Linked DNA regions of Drosophila melanogaster: region 1 is linked to region 2. Evidence: chromatin contacts called from public HiChIP or PLAC-seq data. All regions are on one chromosome and are shown on one strand. The core of a region is the stretch at or near the end of the contact, and the rest is flanking DNA. Distances in the headings are between cores, read along the strand shown.

The links. HiChIP or PLAC-seq counts read pairs in DNA pulled down with a chosen protein or histone mark.
Region 1: an H3K27ac HiChIP or PLAC-seq map of the Kc167 cell line shows a contact between it and region 2, with 8 times the contacts expected there. The contact joins the promoter of CG4259 here to the promoter of Kebab in region 2. A contact is called at or near these places in 21 of 107 Hi-C or Micro-C datasets (the Clone 8 cell line, the D17-c3 cell line, the Kc167 cell line and 9 more) and 4 of 6 datasets of contacts at active chromatin or transcription factors (the Kc167 cell line and the S2 cell line).

What each region holds. Positions count from the first base shown.
Region 1 is chr2L:2,125,610-2,132,355 of dm6, forward strand. CG4259 reads right to left here and starts at 3,628. Exons shown (of 2, transcript NM_001272975.2): 1 at 3,524-3,628; 2 at 1,700-3,461. The coding sequence starts at 3,598. The coding sequence ends at 2,724. Glyp (Glycogen phosphorylase) reads left to right here and starts at 5,204. Exons shown (of 4, transcript NM_164453.4): 1 at 5,204-5,645. The coding sequence starts at 5,403.
Region 2 is chr2L:2,043,279-2,050,242 of dm6, forward strand. It overlaps Kebab (Kinetochore and EB1 associated basic protein), which reads left to right and starts at 2,216. Exons shown (of 5, transcript NM_164451.2): 1 at 2,216-2,363; 2 at 2,422-2,733; 3 at 2,791-2,940; 4 at 3,150-4,361; 5 at 4,426-4,776. The coding sequence starts at 2,332. The coding sequence ends at 4,299. Su(dx) (Suppressor of deltex) reads left to right here. Exons shown (of 7, transcript NM_164448.2): 7 at 1-1,094. It overlaps lncRNA:CR45298 (long non-coding RNA:CR45298), which reads right to left and starts at 2,103. Exons shown (of 1, transcript NR_124025.1): 1 at 1,239-2,103.

The sequences.
Region 1 (6,746 bases), core at 2,378-4,877, 84 kb after region 2:
TTTTAGCCATGAAACCCATTCAATCGGAAACCAATTACTTAATTAGCTGGGATCATTGCCAAATTGTCTTGATTGCCAGTTTTATTCTAACAATTAAGACAATTATAACGTCAATTAACCCGATTCCTGTGGAAAATATGACTTTCAATTGCCCGACAACTCCATAAATGCTCCATAAATTTGAATTACTCGACCACTTGACGCACCTAATCAAGGTACACTGGCCAAAAGAAGAGGTAAGTCCACTAAGGCGTATTTTCTCGCAGTGCTTCAAGTTGACCCGAAGCTGGGAATCAAAGTCCACGTATTGTTAAACATAAAACTGCAATCCGGACAAAAGGGGAACCCAATTAAACACTGACTTTGGGGGCACTTGTCGAAGTTGGGGAGTGAAAGTGGCCTGGTCGAAGAGGGGGGGGTAATTGAATAGTTGTCGCAACAATAGTGCCAAGTTGCTCGGATCCAAGTTGGTTCCATAAATCGCATACAAATAGCCACATGGGAGTGTTTGTAGCGTTCGAACAAAGCCACAAAAGCAATGGCAAACAAAAACAGGAAGCGAGCTAATTACATTCCCTGAATATGTGTTTGTTTTTCTAGGGGGGACAGAAAACAATTTGTTGGCCAAATTATCTGCTAAATTAAGCAATTTCAATTCAACAAACGCCGCCGATGCCACAAGATGCTCTCTCTCTCTCTCAGGAAACCTGAAACCTTCAAATCCTCGGCGATTTGGGTCCGCTTTTTTTCCCCACCTCACCTACAGACTCACACTAATGCCATCGGCGGAGTGCTTATGTGTGCGTGAGGTGCGGCAAGTGCTGCACAAATCGGTTGCTAAGTAGCTCATAATGGCCGCGCTTGCCCCTAAATTTTCCCACTGGGAGGCCATCCTGAAGGTCCCTCTTCCGATCCTGTTTAGAAGTTTTCCGAGAGCGTGGGTGTATCACCTCAATTTATGTTTTCCGACCAGCTGCTTAGGTTACTTCCTGTTGTACATTCCCTTTCATAAAGCAATGGAGCTTAAACATAAATTGGAAATTAGTGTATTAAAGGCACTGCTGATTGATTTTCTTACGGCGCGGGCAACAAGAAGGGTTAAACTTTACCAAATGCCACGCATACAAATGCCGGCTTACAACTGTTGCATGTGTGTGCCGTACGTGTGCGCAGGTGAGCTTGTGTGCGTGAGAACTTTTGATAAATGCAGATTTTATTGTAATTCAATATCAATTTGTGTGTATGCGAGGGCACCTGGAGCTCACTGGGCACTCCTCCAATATTGATATTTATACACAATTTTATGGCAAACACTTGAACTGGCCCAAAAAAGCGAATTACGGCCGAGTCAAAAAAGCCAAAGAGTTTACGGCGCGGAGATCCATTTCCCGGCTTTTCCGCCTTTCAGTCGAGTGCCAGGCCACATTAATCAGACAACTACGGCGGGCAAATTACATCAGTTTTGTTTGCAAATGCTGCCATTTAATTTAATGAGACATCATTATGCCAAAACTTTAATCTCATCAGCAGAACTGGCTGCAAAGGCAGTAGTACGGCGGCAGCAGCGCAAAAAATTGTAATTATTGAGGCAGCGCCTTTTTCGGCTTCAGACAGCCGGTGCACTGCAGAAAATAATCTATCATTCCAAAAAAGAAATTAATAGTTAATACACATAACACAAGACAGATGTACTAAAAAAACACTTTTTTCACCACATTTTAAAATATATTCATTTATTCAGATATTTAAAATATGGCTTTCCTTTTGCAATGAATTAATTTGGAAAAACAGGGTGCAAATACATGTGTGTTTAAGTGTGAAAGTTCGTGGGCGTTGGGCGTGTCGGTCTGCTGTTAATGATGTTTGGCAACTTCAACTCCGGACGTCACACACACAGATACATGACCGCAGCCATACACACATACAAACACACACACACTCACGCGGAGGACACCTTCAGCATCCAATTAGCGGCAAAACGAGTTTCAGGATCTCACTCACACATGCAAACACTCGTATGCCCCATCCATCTGGCGTCCCTTTCCCACCGCACTCGCACTCTTTCTAACAAGCACTCGAATCGCTCTTTTTTTCACAGGGCAAACGCAACTCTCATATGTTTCGTGTGCTTGTGTTGGTTGCTCCCACACACACACACTCGCCTTTGTGGAGCGACAAACAAACAAACAAGCCAAAAACAACAAACAAGTAGCGTGCAAAAAATGAAAAATGGCAACACTTTAACTTTTGAACGCCGTTTCACCCACAAAACTCCTGGCCACCTCTCCAGATTTCAGCTACCTGCCATCTTTTAAATGCGATTTTTTAGCCGAGATTATTTCTGCTTGCGTTGTACACTTGGCGAAAAAACGAGGCACAATACAATATTTACAAGTTATTTTTCTAGGAATATAAAAAGCATTTTCAATGAACATCGCGCATCCGCCGTGTTGCGCAGCAACAAAGTTTATGGTACGAAGTAATAAAATAATACTTGCACAGCACTTCTTGAACTGATTATGTTGAATTGAGCGACTTAAGTTGATAATGAAATAGTATTTTTACTCAGAATGTATATATAAATTTTCGTGGTAGAATGTTTGTGATTGGACACAGGCCACATTTTATTTAGGAAATAACTGCAGATAACTATTTGCTCTCTTTTCTGATTCTCCGAATAAAGATTTAATAAATAACTGGCTAACTGCCTAAGGCTTTAGTTTTCAACTTCTGGGACGAAAGTTCGCTTCAAGTCTTAAATGGTAGTCAATCCAAGGGAGCAGACCAGCTACATTCGTAAAGACGATGAATGTATTTTCGACAGGCTTTTGACTTAACCAGTTCACAATGCCCACCTGTGCGTACTTATATGGATATGTAAGTATCCGACAAACCAGAGGAGCCCCACCGTCTCCACTGCAATCTATGCCTTCCAGACCTTTCCCACAGATTTGCTGGATGGGCAGCTTTCGAGAGCTACACATACCCATGCTCAAAAGATCGACCTGGACCGTCTTGAGAACGGTGGGGTAGTCCGTCGAGTTCAAATATACTTTTCCCCAGCCGTTGAAGAAGCAGGATCCTTTTTGAATACCAGCTTCTTGTAGGTACAATGGGATTAAATTAATGTTGGCTGTCATCTCAAATGCGGATACCAGAATGAGTAACGCCATGTTGTTTTCGGCATTGAATCTGTTGAACTGTTCATGGGAGACTATATTCAGCACCTCGAGATCCACGTGCTGCTGGTCAGCCGTAGTCGAGGTATCCCATTCGCCAGCTCGCACCACCAGATCATACTTGGTTGTTCCATTCAGAATATGAGCGGCAGTAAGGACCACATTTGGATTAATCAGAGATCCCACTCCTATATAGCGAAACAGCCAATCCCTCTGGTCGAGCACAGAAACCACCCAGGGAAATGTCGCTCTGGGATTACTGCCATATGTTTCACGTCGTATCTGCATGCGTATTTCCATTTCAGTATTTTTTATATCTATGTACAAGTATTATATAAACTAACCTGATTGTAGTTAAAGTATTGACTATTCACAAGGCTGATTATCAGTGTCGTGAGAAACGCAAAGTATAGCGACATTCCGCAACGAGTGTTCGAATCAAAATGAAATCGAGTACTTAGAACTTACCCTGCGAACTCAGCACTCTGCTTATCAGTAAAATGCGTCGTTTTAAGAATTCCACAAAGTATTTTGAGATAAATCACTTGTATTATAAAAAATATTCGCAGCATTCGTTATATTATTTCACAACGATCCAAGCAAATGCAGTCTAATTTCTCTCAGCGAACTTTTCTTTCGCCTAAGTGTAACTTTTTCATAATACTCGCAGCTGAATACAAAAAATGAAAAGAAAACATAACAAAAACTAGTTGAATAGCGCATACATATGTGCGAGGAGTCAACAAGCGCACGGTTGGCAGAATGAGGCAGCAGATTCCAATTAAGTTTTAAATTTTTAGCAGACAAGCTTATGAATGATGGCGTTCACTTCGATGGCAGCCCACTTGGCAGATGTCCAAAAGGTTTGCTCTCACTTTCCTCCTGCCAAATGTGCTAATCATTTTCATTTGCTACGAAATAGCCGAACAAATGGTGAGCTCACGAAACAAGCGGCGCCTTGGTCCTTTGCAATGTTACCCCCCCCCTTTACCCTCCTTTCAAGGACTTTTCCGCATGCATTCCCAAGTAGTTGAACATGGGAGTGCCATTATGGGAAGTAATAAACAAGAAATGGAATAACTGAATTGTTCGGATAGAATTGCAGATGCCCTTTGTCCTGTGATTAGCATTTGTTGCACAAGTCGAGTGAGGCACAGCAGAGCACATATATTCAGTGCGCTTTCTAAATAGATCAATTCTGTGACAACATTTTTGAAAACGCTTGTTTTAGAATATCAGTACGTAAATCTTAAAGCTCAAGATACGAATGTACCCAAAGAGATATATAAAACACAAAATATCTGTAAGATACAAAAGCATCAGATTTTAAAAGTATCTCTTAGATACAAAAGTATCCATAAGATTGGTAAAGTTTGAATTCCTAGCAAGTTGGCATCTCCAATATCCAGCCCGCCACGATTCTCCGCACTCAACAGATGGTTAAAAGCTTCAATTTGACAGCCGTCGGTTCAAAAAGCTCAAACCCGATTCATGGGGGCGCCACCCGTTCTATTCCAAAGCATACAAATGCCTCAAGATGAAACAAAAACAGAAAATAAACAACAAATACGCATGTATGACCTTCGCACAAGGTGACTGGGGCAAAAAGAGAGCGCCAGTGAGAGAGAGGCAGTGAGCGAGCGAGAGCACAGGGAGCAGTGCAGGAATACAGCATAGCTAAAGTGCGAGAGAGACAGCAAAATGCACCGGCGAGATAAGAACCGCTGCATCAGCAACGCACAGTGGGCGATATGGTCAAAATATACTGATAAAAGTTATTATCTGTTATTGAAATATACAAAATTTTCATTCTTAAATGATTAATATAAAAATCGAAAATTTAATATTTAGTTGTATAGTTAAAAAACAACCTATATTGTTGTATTATATCCCCTAGATGATAATTCGTAGCAGTTGATACCCAGCGCACCCACTGTGCGCTGGGAGTTGTTTACAAGGGGAGCAGCACGCTGAGAGAAAAGCTCTGGCGCAAAAGCTATCTCCGAAAGTATGCCGAAAGTATAAAGTGAGAATCGCTCCGGATTTTGCTGCGAACGGTCGTCTGTTCAGGTTCAGGTCTGGGTTGTGTCTATAGTCTCCGTCTCCTCTTCGCTGTCGCACACGCAAACGGGTCTACGCCACACACACACGCGCACCCACGCAACGGAATCAGAGAACTATATAGAGCCGCCACAGAGAAGGGACATACATAACTAGGACACCATGTCGAAGCCCCAATCCGACGCCGATCGGCGCAAACAGATCTCGGTGCGCGGGATCGCCGAGGTGGGCAATGTCACCGAAGTGAAGAAGAACTTCAATCGCCACCTGCACTACACCCTGGTCAAGGATCGCAATGTGTCCACCCTGAGGGACTACTACTTCGCCCTGGCCAACACCGTCAAGGACAACATGGTGGGCCGCTGGATTCGCACGCAGCAGCACTACTACGAGAAGGATCCCAAGGTGAGTTCCGCGCCCATCCAGGCCACCCACTTATTGATTTAGTCCGTGGAATTTTCCAAAAAGAAGTGGTCGGACCACCTAACCTAACTTTATCCGGGCTCTGGAGTTCTTAGGCCTGATTATCCCTTCCTGCGGCAACCAAAACTTTTGAAATAATTTCCTTTGAAATATTTTTTCCTAAATTTCTTTGGCTATTACGACATTTTTTTCGGCCTGCTCCATTCTCTTTTATTCGCTGCTGATTTATTCCCCGATGCGCTTTGGCCAACGAATTTACAGTGAACACTCAGCCAAAAAAAAAACTAAAAATTAAATGGGAAACGATAAACGTATTCATAAATAACTGAAGCAGTTTTGCTTTTATCCCAAGTATTTCCACTATGTCTTTTATTATTATAAATGAATATTCCATGCAACATTTCATAATCCTATTTTAATCCTTATTTTCTAAAATTCTAAAAATTTCCGAATGCTCACTGTTTATTTGAAATTTCGGCTTTTACTGCATTTCCCACGCTTTCGTTGTTTTGCTACTACATAATTGTTTCGTTTCATTTAATTATTCGCGAAATTGCCAAAAAGCAAAGACTGCAATGGGATCAATGCCAAAGAAGTAGCGCCAAAAAAAGGTGTGACACTTTCACTGCAACAAATTGCAGAGGTGCTGCAAAAAGCCGGCGAATTTATCAGCCACCCCCTTTTTACGCGCCCACTTGACAATTTTCCCCGCCAGCTGACGAAGCAACAAAAGCTTAAAAATAGCTCTGCATTTAGCAGCTGTCGCCGAGCTACTATAGAAGTAGCTCTATCCAAACATATTGATGAGTTTTTAGTAATAAGTTTTCCTGGGGCCATGGCGATGCAGTTTAAGTAGGGCAAGGGTGCATAATAAGTGCCCCCTTTTAGCCACATCCATCAGATACACAATATATGTATATACATACATATGTACATGTATCCAAACACGTGCCCAAAGCGTGAGCTTTCCATTTGCAAATTTGTCAGCATCGGCTGCTAAACATTTTTGTCCTTGCTGAATGTCAGCTTAAATCACTTTCAATTTCAAGCCCACCAAAATGTATCTATTAATTTTCCATTGAC
Region 2 (6,964 bases), core at 966-3,465:
GTTGCGTTAAATAGTTACTGTTATTATTATTATTACATACGTATGTATTACTACTGTATACTGTAAACACGAAACACACACTTCTGTCTGTCTATTCCTATGTTCGCAACCGATATCACACGAGATATTTGTTAAAAGTGCACGAAACTTGAGAACAATCTATGTATGAATGTATTGAGAGCCTATTTTAGAGATATTTATAATTTGTTAGGCATAATTTATCCACTGCATAACTCTCCTGTGTAAATTTAAGACAAAGTTTGATTGATTCGCTTCTGTTGATATTTCTTACGACCATCTATCTTCAAATGTAATTGTCATACATTTCTTTGGATCCTTGTTTTACGCCGATAAATAAAACCACCTACCGTTTAGCTTCAGCTAAGCCTTTAAGAACTTAAGCACCGCCATTCCCAGAATATATTCAAATTTGAACTTGGGCTTGCTTAGGGCATCCATCCGTTTGGATCACATCAAACTGTCTAGCAATCGCAACTAAATGTTACGTTTTCGCCATAAGATTGCACTCTGATTGCTTCTAGTTCAATTGTACAACGAGCCCCGGCTTGCATGTTTTTAACCACAATTGGTGAATTTATATTGATACGCTCCACTGTAAATAGTTTACTCGACCGAATTCGAATTGTTGACGAGCTGAGTTTGGTGTACTGGCAAACTGTTTTAGCTGTTCAATTGTTTATCGAGCATACACAGAACTTTAAATAGAAACTATATTTTAAATATGTATATCCACACTAACGACGCAGACATCGTGAGAAGTGAGAACTTGAAACACCGCAAACAAACAAACAAAATACGTTAGGATTTTAAACGACAAACACGAGAATACACTTAAACCAATAATGAATTCAAATAGCAATAATTGTTAACAAAACTAAAGGCGATTCGTATATTAACTACGCTACACAAAAGTGCGGACTAAGACAAATCGGATGATTAGGAGGTGCGGCGTATATAGGGTTGATTGTGTACGAGTACATATTAAATATATATATATATATTAAATAGATTTTATTTAGTTTAATGCAATGTGTACTGTATTATATAAAATAAATGCAAAATTATTTAGTGATACACGGCCGATGGATGAAATACTTGATACTTGGCGTTGCTGTGTCGACATTTGCGGTTGCTTTTCGCTTAGTCGGCTGCCAAATCGGCGATGCGGCAATAAATGTAATTATTTTAAGCGCATTTTTGGCCGCCACTTGCATTTTAATGCCCCGCAATTAAAATCTATATCACATATGTAAAAATCGCATTTCCACACCAAACGAGTCTCGTTTCGGTCAGCCAGTGAAATGGCCACTGATAACATCGCCATCATCATCCCCGTCATCATTGCCATCATAACCACCAACATCACTATCGTTATCCTGGGCTGTCTAACCTACATTTTTGCAGCGCCTCCTGGTGGGCGGGCGCTCAAATTTAACAAGCTGCTCCATTATTTATTGCGGTTAAATTGCAAAAACACAGCAGTCAAAACAGGAAAACTACACAGCGTACAGGTGGCGATGCACTGAGAGGATTTTGCTGGTAGATCCTATCAAAATGGTGCTTAAACTATTTTCTGGTTAAATTTGGGGTTCCATCCTTTTGGGGGTATACATATGTGACCATACATTTTTTAAAGTGCTTACTTGGGGGCCCCGCAGATAACACCTTCGCGAAGCTCTGGGGATTGGGGCTATGCTACTGCGGCCCTCTGACTCATGGCTCCGAGCTCCATGTTCCGGACGCCTGGCGGCTCCTCTGCCTCTTCATTCCTGGCTGGCCTCCTGCTGGTTTCTCTTCCGACGCGTGTATTGTTTCGTAATTACGCCGCAAATGGGCGGGGTCGTGGGTCGGCGGACGCGGCACCTTTCGACGCCCACCTGGGAACCTGGGAACCCGTGCTCGTGGTAGGTGCAACCAATTTTCACTTTCATCCATGATTTATGTTCTCACCGCCCGGGTCGCCTTGCCAATGGATGCAGTTTTAAAGTTAATAAAGGTAGCGGTGGGCGCTGCTAGTAATTGCTGGCGAGTGCCACTTATTTTCAGCCGCCTGGTGAATGAGCACGAATCGATTTCACTTTTGGTTTTAAAAAACCGTTTGGTTTTATAATTTAATCGATCCTTTCCCTGCTGCCACAGCTGATCGCCGAGTGCTGCCACTTGTATCCTCTTCTGTGGCAGCGTTGCCAGATGCTGTCATGTCACTTACATCTGAGCATTTGTTGTCACTGGCTTGTTGTTATTGCTCAAATTTAAAAAGTGTAAATATCCTGAGGAAAATTAAAAACACTTACATTAATTGCTTGAAAAATGAGTAGTATGGCTAAATCGCCAGATATGCGGTGGGTTTGGCAACAAGTCCATGTTTTCTCACATACTAATTTCGACATCCTTGCTTAGAACTCCAGGGTGCTGCTCCCCCTTGCGTACAAAGGAATTGCTGGAGAGACAAAGGTCCAGTAGGTGCACCCCCGCAAAAGGATATCTAACCCCACGCAACTGCCAGAGCCCCAAACACCCAGAGATGCGGATACCTTCCATATTCGTTACCGATGCCGACTACGGCTTGGAGCGCCCGAAACAATTGCTACAGCGCCTGGAGCGATCACTATATCGATCTTCCTCTGCTTCCAAAGTACCACCAAAACACTCATTGTTAGCTTCCCAGAACAGGCAGCGGACCTGGGAAGGACCCAAAACACCAGAGTTCCGGTAAAGTGAAATTCCAATGACCCAAGTTCTAATCAACTTCATTGCTATTCTCAGTAGCCGTACCAACAAAACTATACCCGCTTCGGAACCTCGTCCAAGACGTGCTAAGGAACTTCTGGAGGATCTTAGGTCCAAGCATCAAGGAACTCCTGCCACGAAAATTCCGTCCCAGAGGAATCCAAAGGAAAACCAAGAACTTTCAAAGAGGTGTGTTAAGGATATTTCTAAAGGAATTGTGCATTAAAATACCGCTTCCATTATTTAAGTTTTAAAATGCTGTCTATTGAATAGCCAATCAATTCCATATCCCAGTCAATATTAAAATGCTACTAAAAAACAAAAATGGCTTTTGACGCAGCTTTCCCTGCTAAAAACAACCTAGTCGATATCATCTCATGTTTTCTGCTATTTAACAGCCATACATGCATACCATCCTCGGAGCCACAGCCTATCCGTCCAAAATTGATCCTCGAACGGGAGCGCCAGGAGTCTATAACCAATCGCTTGGCATCAACTTCTATTGACCGCCTAAAAACAAAGCCACCAAGGAGTAGCTTTACATCGAGCAGGCTTCTAGTGCCACAGATGGGATTTTCGTACCCCAAGGATCCGAAAAGGCTTCACGAATCCGACAAAGGAATCAAGCTGACCACCTCAAAGCGAAAGTTGGACTTCAAAACTGAGCTGGGGACTGACTGGCTGCGGCGGGAGCTGGAAAAGATTGGCAAGGAATGGCGGAAAAAGACTGACTACCAGTTACGTCAGCTTATCTCGGGTTTTGTGAAACAACTAGTGCGCCTCCTACCCTTTAATGGGATAACATTTTCGCATCTTAGCAGGGATTGCTATGTGCAGCAGATGGTGGAGGCACTGCAGCAGCTGCAGTACACCAAAAAGGTGAACAAAAGCTGGCTTCAAACGCCGAACAGCACACAAGCCATCGCCCATGTGCTGGAATTACTCAATTTCTTGCTGGATGTCCTCGAACATCGAAAAGGAGAAGGCATGTGTGCGCTCCCCGTTGTTTCTGAAAAGCAGAGAATTGAACAACTTGCATCGGCATCTGGTACATCCTATGATGTAATGAGCCTGCAACAGAAGTTTGAAAACATAAAAATAGAGAAAGAAAGATTAAACAATTACCAAGAATCTCTGATGCCGGAATCCCCCGTATCCAAGGACATGGATAAAGTTACGGAGCGCGATGGGAATCAGGACTTCGTCAGACTCCTGGATTTTCAAAAAGAGACCCTCCATGAACTCCAACTGCAACGCCTGCGTCTCCAGGAGTTCTCCGAGCTCGTAAGCCTCGCCAAGATAAAATTAAAACGCTGTTGTAAGGCTAACAAGCAATGCATCGAAGCCTTTAATGACCAAATACAAGACTTGGCCGACTGTGTGGTTTTAAGAAACAGAAATATCGGCCTTCTAACCCAATTACATTTGAACGATAATCCAAAGGAGGAGGAGTTGCACGAACGTATGAAGCAACTGCAGCGGCTGTATGAGGATAATTATTCAAATCTTCTACAGCTAAACATTAAGCCGCCCCAGGGAAGCCCTTAGGCGAACATAAGCCACATCCCTCATTGAATGCCAGTTAATTTAAGCAAATATTTGCGTGTTGCGTAAGTTGAACACCCGAACCCACCGTCTAAGCTCCTGGCTTAGTAGTCCTCCTGTATTTCACAGATTTATTTAATTGAATTTATCAACTGAAAGTCTCGGCAACATCCTGGCCTGGATTTAAGTTCGTGTAATTGACATTTAAATGAGTCATCGGCAGCCTGGCTACACTAAGTCAATGGAAATAGCTGCAAAGTTAAGCAGCTTAGCTTTGATTTGCCAAAATATTTTAAATTGCACTACCATTTCATTGGTATATTTTGAGTTTTCCATTCGTTATTTAAAGTTGCCATTATTGTCATACCAATGTATAGATTCCATATCAAGCGGAATAAATAATACTTAAGGAGTCACTTTCATTTCGTAGCCAAATGGATTTTGTGAAATATTAACCATTAAAAAAAGTTGTATCAGTATAATTGACACATTTTTGGATAAGGTATTGAACTAGTTTTAGAGTAGCTGCTAGACAGAAGGCTAAGTTGTGCAAGACTTGTGGATTGGCATTAATTTAGAGGTCCTGCAGCAAGGACGTCCTCTAACAAGGGGAAGTGGCCGGGTGGGTGGCGGGCGTGCGTCTGTGTGCGTGTGCATATGCGTGTGCTGGGGCTAGATTTATAATGCGTTTGTGTTTGTGCCCCGGAGTGGAACTAATAATCTTATTACTCAACTGGAAGAGATGCAAGGCAGCAGCGTCAGTCCTCGGCACGAGTATAAACTTGGAAACTATGACCGCACCGCACCCACAAACGGAGCTGTGCAATTAAACAGTGAACTGCATAAATTATTCCTCGGCAACGAAATGTTTAAAGCCCGCCTGCGAATCCAAATCCCGCCAGCCGAGCAGGCAAGTGTAATAAAATACATGAATTAGTGTAATGGAAATGCGAATTCCTAGGACAAACAATGCCAAAATTTCGAATGCAAATTCCCCAGCCAAGAACAACACACAACAAGCTGAATTTTGCGCAAATTAAACAATAACAACACGACGCCACTGGGGCAAAAAGCACATACACCTAAAGTGCAGAAATGTGTGGGGGGACAGAAGAGCCAAGGAGGAGTTGTCCAAGTTCCAAGATTATGCGATGGAGTACTTACTCCAGGGCCGACCTGGAAATAGTTATCTGGCCCACATCGTGTGTCATAACGTGTACTGTAGCTCCAACTGCGTGTGCTTGGCTTGGCAGCACCTTTAAAACTTGGCTCCCAGAGTCAGGCCAAAACAATTACGGCTGGAAAATAGCAGTCGGGTGGGTGGTGGGCGGTGCTGTCTCGTACATTATTTTCCTTCATAAAACAAACACTCATCCACCTCGCGCACCAGCCAAACCAGTCACTCACAAAGGAGCAGCATCCGCATCCAGTACTGACAGCTTCGCTGGAGTGAAATAATCGCATATCGTAAACTTTGACTTCCAGCTAATGAAGAATTGCGGAGCCCGAGCCCGGAAAAGCTGCAATTGAGTTAATTAGCCGAGCAGCGAACTTCCAGCAAATGGAAAGTGTCGTGGGGCTGTGGCAGTGGGAGCTCCTTTCAAGGTATTTATATTTGCTACTTAAGCAAATTGGATTTTATTTAGTATAGGAAGCAATACAAGTATCTATTGTCCATTAAGTCGACTTACAGTTGTTCATAAATTCCTATTCAAATCTTACGCTACACCATGCAAATGCATAATTCACCCACCCTTATTAAGTCACAATTATCGAGTGGTCACTGTACTATCTCTATGTTCATGCGAAAACTTTCGAACTCGTTCGATTGTCGAACAAACAAAAGAAATTCACTCTGCGATTTTTAAGAGAAAAACGCTTGAGCAAAGAAAGAATTGCCGAAAATCAAAAGGCACTATTTCTTCGACATCCTTTGCTTTTTTTCTCCCAGGCACTAATGGAAAGTAGCGACTGTTGTTGATATTTAATTTCAAACAGGACAACGCGCGGGGATTCCCCGTGCTTTAAGTTGAAGTGCGGCAGCTTTAATTTGGAAATCGCCCGGCGGAAGTGAATAAAATTTGTATGCGCAGCGGTGGTAGCCACTGGATGATGACTCGCCGGCTGAACTGTTTTCTATGTGTCCTCCGGTTTAGCTGCCACTCCCAGCGAAAAGGGAAAAACGTCAAGTGCAGCGTGACCAAGTCCACGTCCGCCAATCCCCCCAATCCCGCCCATTTCCCCCAATCCAGTCGAGTCATGCGATTGTAATATTTATGCAGTTTGTGCAACGTTCGCTATATTTGACAGTTGCTCTTCCGCTTGGCTGTAGGAACTCTGGGCCACATCCTTCCAGCCAGCATTACTGTAATGAGTCCAGTTGCGCCGGAAAACCATTTGATGCCAATGCTAGTTTAGCCCAATACTTAGATAATACAAAAATATGATCATAGAATTATCTGAATTAGAATCAATACGTTCACTTTGTTATCCCATTGCAAATATATATTTCTACTTCGAATGGAAACTCTGTTTTCAAGTCTTACTAGCTATATCCTTAAGCAAGGACATGTTTTGTACCATAGCTCGGTCTTTAAACTTGTATTCCTAGTAATTTCTATCGACCTTTTCGCCTTCGCGGCAGTGCATTAAAGTTTCGTTGTGGCGC